2 separate regions of the Anser cygnoides genome follow, and region 1 is linked to region 2. A link is a contact called in public Hi-C data. All regions are on one chromosome and are shown on one strand. Each heading gives the region's core, a stretch centred on a gene start, on an enhancer-like site or on the middle of the called end of the contact. The rest is flanking DNA. Distances are from core to core; before and after follow the strand shown. Region 1 holds the start of RFX3 (regulatory factor X3). Region 2 holds the start of LOC106047387 (histone-arginine methyltransferase CARM1).

What was found. A called contact is a pair of places that touch in the nucleus more often than the background predicts.
Region 1: a Hi-C map of liver shows a contact between it and region 2, with 2.1 times the contacts expected there. The contact joins the promoter of RFX3 here to the promoter of LOC106047387 in region 2. A contact is called at or near these places in 2 of 7 Hi-C or Micro-C datasets (granulosa cells and liver).

The regions. Positions count from the first base shown.
Region 1 is chrZ:82,912,297-82,915,029 of Taihu_goose_T2T_genome, reverse strand. It overlaps RFX3 (regulatory factor X3), which reads left to right and starts at 1,300. Exons shown (of 17, transcript XM_066987641.1): 1 at 1,300-1,723.
Region 2 is chrZ:82,775,668-82,778,431 of Taihu_goose_T2T_genome, reverse strand. LOC106047387 (histone-arginine methyltransferase CARM1) reads left to right here and starts at 1,334. Exons shown (of 13, transcript XM_048050976.2): 1 at 1,334-1,673. The coding sequence starts at 1,505.

The sequences.
Region 1 (2,733 bases), core at 51-2,550, 140 kb before region 2:
TTGAAAAACTTGGATTATTTTGATTATTACTTGCCCACAAGAGAAGACAAAATTATTTTGTGGTACACACTGTACTTTAAAAGCAATGCCATTTTTATTAACTCTTTACTATCTCAAAGCTACTATTGCAGGTGAATGAATGTGAGCTCTATAATCACCCAGTTTCACAAGGGCTAAATAAAGATCTTAGCAAGCAGTTACGAGTTTGGTAGCTCAGAAAGATTAGGTTCCCCAGCAGGAAGTAGTAAGATCTAGTTTCACTTGTAAAAATGCATTTTACGATTCAAGCTTGTTCTGTTACACTTAAAGCTGTCAATTCAAGTTTGTTTTTACATATTTACAGTTTTTCTAGTAATTTTTTGTAAGTAGTTGTTAAAAATGGTAACAGGGAGCTATAATGATGGTTACATGGAGCCTTGAAAATCACAGTAAATCTATTCATGGCTTGAAAATGCTTGGTACGCAAGGGCAATTTGTAGGGAGTTGTGTAATTGAGTAATTGTAGAGTTTGAGACAAATATGAGGTGCTTACAGCAACTGGTATGATAAAAAGGTGTCAAAAAGACTGTCAAAGGATGTATACAAGTAATAGAAAGATGTGGGGACATTGCACAGTGAGTAGGAGCTTGTAAGCAGTGCATCACTGGTTTTCGGTAGATTACAGGCAAGCGCTCCTGGCTACACAGATAGCAGGAGCTATGAAGAGCTGTACAGACGCTTCACAGGCTAGTAGAGCTGCCGGCGGGGATGTGTCGGGGCTACAGACCCACGCGGCAGTGGCCGTTAGCTGTGTGGGCACCGTACCTAGCCGAAAAACCACCCAAATCTCCGTGTCGCCGTCCCCCAAATACACACACCCCGCAGCAGCGGGGACACAAGGCACCAAGAGGCCGCACAGCAGCGCACCCGCGGCCACCCCAGCCCCACCGGAGGCGCTGCCGCGACCGCGGCCGCGCCGACCGCAGCCCGGCGGGCTCGGGCCGCCGCCGTCCCTTCCGCCTTAAGATGGCGGCAGCGGGACAGCTCCCCCACCGCCGCCGGCTCGTCGCTGCCATTTTTCGGGGGGTGAGGAGGGGAGGGGGGCGTGGAGAGCAGCCGCCGCCGGGCGTTAACTTCCTGCCCGGCCCGCCGGCGGCAGCCCCCTCAGCCGGCAGCGGGCGCGGTGCGACCCCCGCGGGGGGCAGCGCTCTGGGGCCCGGCTCCTCCTCCCCGCCCGCCGGATGTGGCGTGGAGCGGCACCGGGCGGCCCCCGCGCGGACACGCCCCGGGCCACGGGCACGCCGCCGTTACTCGCCCTCCCGCCCGCCCGCCGGCCCTGCGCGTGCCCGCGCGGCGGCGGGAGGCGCGTGCCCGCGTCCCGCCCCGGGGGGGAGCCGCCCCCGCCCGTACCGGCGCCGTCAGTCAGGGCCGGCCCCGCCTCTTCCGGGCCTCTCCGCCTGGGCTGCCGCCTCCTCCTCCCTCGCTCGCTCTGCCTTTTGTGAGTTATAGCAACCGTTGCCTTGTGAATCAAGCGCCATAGTCACCGTAGTCCTGGCGACTGTTACCCATCAACAACAACCGCTCCTCTCCTGCTCCTCCTCCACCTCCTGCCGCTCCTCACCCCCATCCTCACCCCCTTCCTCGCCGTCACCCGCAACAACAACAACAACCACAACAACAGCGGCAGCAGCCGCCACCTCCGGCACCGACGACAGCGGGGACGCCGCAGCCCGCCTCAGCCCAGGTGAATATGCCCGGCGGCCGCACGCCGGCCCCCCCTCCGCGCTCCCTCCCTCCCACAGCCGCTGCCTCCCCCCCGGCCTCGCAGCATCCGGGCCGGGGACGCTCCGCCGGGACCTCCGCGGCCCCTCGCCGCCTCTCCCGGCACGGCCCGGCACGGCCCCGCCGCCCCCGGCTGCGCGAAGCGGCCGGCGGGGAGCGCGCTGCGGGGAAGGAGGGAGGGAGGGAGGGAAGGAAGGAAGGAGGGGGGGTCGGCGGGGATGGGGTGCCCGTGGGTCGGGAGAGGAGGGAGCGAGGCTTACTTAGGTCGGCGGCACGCTGCTGGGACCGCCCGGACAATCGCTGGGATGCGGTGGGTATGCATCTCCTGTCTGCGCGGATGGGGGATGTGGAATCTGGGGGCAGCGAGGCTTCGGGTACAATCGAGATCGTATAGTTTAAAGTACGCAAAGAAAAAAAAAAAATCTGCAAAATCGGGGGGGTGGGGGTGGGAGAAGCGGCCAGAAGCACGCCGAGAAGCAGGGGGTGTTTCTCCTCTCACTTGTAGGGGCCTTGTTCTGGTTCGTGTGACTGCTGGAGATGCAGATGTTTGTGAACTTCCGATGTCTTTTAACGATACTCCTGTGTTACCGATCGCTTTCTGTGATTTCTGTAGCCCATCTTTTTTTCTTTTTCTTTTATTCATAATGTTACTTATTGTTTTAGGGTAAGCTGTATTTTCTTTGTTTTGTGAGGTGTTTTCCCGTTTATCCAATACCCCCACCCATACAAACATACAGTCACAGTTTTTTTCTTCTGGCAGTCCTTCCGTTAGTCATTATTATTATTACGATGATAATGCTTTTATACTGCTCGTGTAGTATGGAACAGTGCCTTTGTAGATCTAGTTCATTCATAGTAAGTTAGGTTCATGTGGTGAGGATCTATTTGATCTTCCTTAAACTCTCCACAATGAAGGAAATCCAAGATATTTCACTGCCACTTCAAGTTTATGTGCGAAGCAGCTGGGGGATA
Region 2 (2,764 bases), core at 85-2,584:
GGTTAGAGTTTGACACTAGGAGAGGCAGAATTACTCTGTGAAACATTTTCCTGCTTATTTACTGAACTTCTGTAACTCTTATTCTGGCTCTTGCCTTATATTCCAGCTACAGATGGATTTGCTTTTCTGCATTTAGCAAGCATAACCTTGACTTACTCATATGTATTCAACATTTCATTGCAGTCATGAAGTTGACAGTCCAGAAATCCCCATTCTTTGACCTAGAGGTTAGCTAAGAGGCTGTGGAGTTGGCTTTGGGTATAAGCAATCCTGCTGACTGCCAAAGCCCTAACTTTCCACATGCAGTTTGCTATGCACAAACACCTGATGGTATGTGCAGACTGTCTTATTCCTCCTTTGTAAAGGCGAAGTCAATTTTTTGTACAGGACTATTAATAATTCCTTGACAGAAGAACGGGGGGGGGGGGGGGGGGGGGGGAATGTCTCCTTTTCCTTCTTAGAAAGGTTAATTAAGTCGAGGCAGAGAAACATCATATTGCAGTGACAGAACTTTGTTGTCTTTACAGACAACACATCCAGGTCATTAGTGCAAAGAAACGCTCAGCAGTGTGTGTGCTACTTCACTACGTTTTGTGGATTAAGTGGCTTAGTGGAACAAGTTTCTGTCCATCTGGGAGACAGACCTGTTGACTCAGCCAGTGCAAGTACATTCTCTAACTTTCCAGCCAGCTAGAGACAAGCTAGCCCATGTCATGGTCTGGAGATCTTACTGATGTACTTACTGCAATAATGCCTGGAAAATGAGCCGAAGCCCGTTTAAACTTTCAGCAGTGCTCAGAGCACTTTTCGAGTATTCATTAGTTAAAGTTAAACCTCACCGTGTTTCTTTGATAGAGACGCAAACAAAGCAGAAAAAAAAAAAAAAAAAAAAAAAAAAATATATTTTTCCCCCATACCAGGACTTTAGGAAAAAAAAAAAAATCAGAAAACGTTTTATAGCAAAATAGCGACACCTACTGGTTAATGTTAGGTACACGGTTAAGCTCTTCGAAAATAGAGCTGTAAACATCGAGGTGGGGGGAGGAGAAGCCGAACTGTCCGTGTTTCAGTGCCTCTTCCCCGTAAAATCCTCGCCACAGGCTCTGTCCCAAGGGGCCGGGTGCGAACGTGGAGCCCGACACGAGCCGTGCCGCCTCTCCCCCGTGCCGGGCCCAGGCCGCCCGCCGGCCCCTCACAGGCCCCCGGCTCCCCGCGGTGCGGTGGCGGAGCTGCGGCCGGGAGGTGTCGCTGCCGGACCTCGGGAGCCCGCTGCCGCCTGCGCCCTCAGCCACGGGCCTGGGGAGCGCCCTGAGGGGCGGGGCGGGGCGGGGCGGGGCGAGGCTGCGGGGCAGGTGCCGGGCAGCGCCGGGGGTGTCTCCGCCGCTCGGTGAAGCCTCCTCTGCAGTCTTCTCCTGGGGCTGGTAGAAGGCGGCGGCGGGAGCAGCTTCGCCGGAGTCCGGCTCGTCGGGCAGCGGCTCGTAGCCGAGGTGGTGCGGCGAGGACGATGGCTGCGTCGTCTTCTCAGGAGCAGCGGCCGCTGCGGTGCGGCGTGAAGCTGCTCCTCCTCAGCGACGAGCTGCTGGCGGGGCTGCGCCTCGCCAGCCCCAGCCAGAAAGCCCTGCAGCTGGAGGTGCAGCCGGGAGAGGAGGACGCCCAGCTCACCGTGACAGACGGTTAAGTACCCAGCCGCGCCGCTGCCGCATGCCCCCCGCCGCCTCGGCGGCAAAGGGGGCTCGCGCCTTCGCCGCACGGAGCGGCCTCGCCCTTCCCCTCAGGGCGCTGCCGCCGCCTCCCCTCAGCGCCTCGCGGGTCGGGTGCCGGCGGCGGGGCGTCCCGGGCCGCTAACGGGCGGGCTGCGGCGCCCAGGCTCGCCCCGTGCCGAGCGGTGACGAGGCGGCACTGGCTGGGATGGCAGGGCCGAGCTAGCTTCGTGCTGTCGAGTTCCTGACTTTACCCGGGGGTGGAGTTCGGCTCGAGGGGGTCTGTCCCGCTTGTCTGGAGGACAGGATCTGCCGAGGGAGACGAGGCAAAATAGAGGAGCTGGGTAGGGTGGGAGGGAAAGAAGCCACACTGTAGATGTGTCAACAGAAAAAAAAAAAAAAAAAAAAGGTTTTACTTTTACGCTGCTCTTCCTGCCCGTTTGGCAAACGCGCTGTGAGGGCGGTAGAGTACGGCAGAGCCCTGGGATGCGCAGCGGATGGGGTCCGAAGGGGTGCGGGAGGCAGCGGTTCGCCCTGAAACGGTGGCTGAGCGGGCTCCGTTACCTGTGGGCAGGCTGTTTAAGATGCGCACGGGGCAAACTTAGGAAAAACGGGAAACAGAAAACACAGGAAATACGGGTCATGGCTGCATCCAAAACAATTATTCGTTCAGATTTTGGTCTTTACAGGCTGATAAATGGGCTGACATTGAAACCTAAAACAAACTCTCCCTGATTCTGCACGGTGGGATGACTGGGGAAAAGCAGAAACTGCTGTATCTATAGGAAGTAAATATGCTGTCAACGAGGTGGGTGAATATGAGCTCAGTCCTACACAGGTCTAGACACCCAGCGCTTGTTGGGACTGATTTGTTAAGAGTGAGCGGAGTAACTTCTGACAAGATTGCTGAAATATATGGGTTACAGTCTTGTTTAGGTTTGGGTCAGCCATGTTAAAGGTCGGACTAGATAATCTTAGAGGCCTTTCCCAATATTAAGGATTCTATGATTCCATATGAGTAAACCAGTATATGAACAGTTCAGACTCAACATATACTAGATATG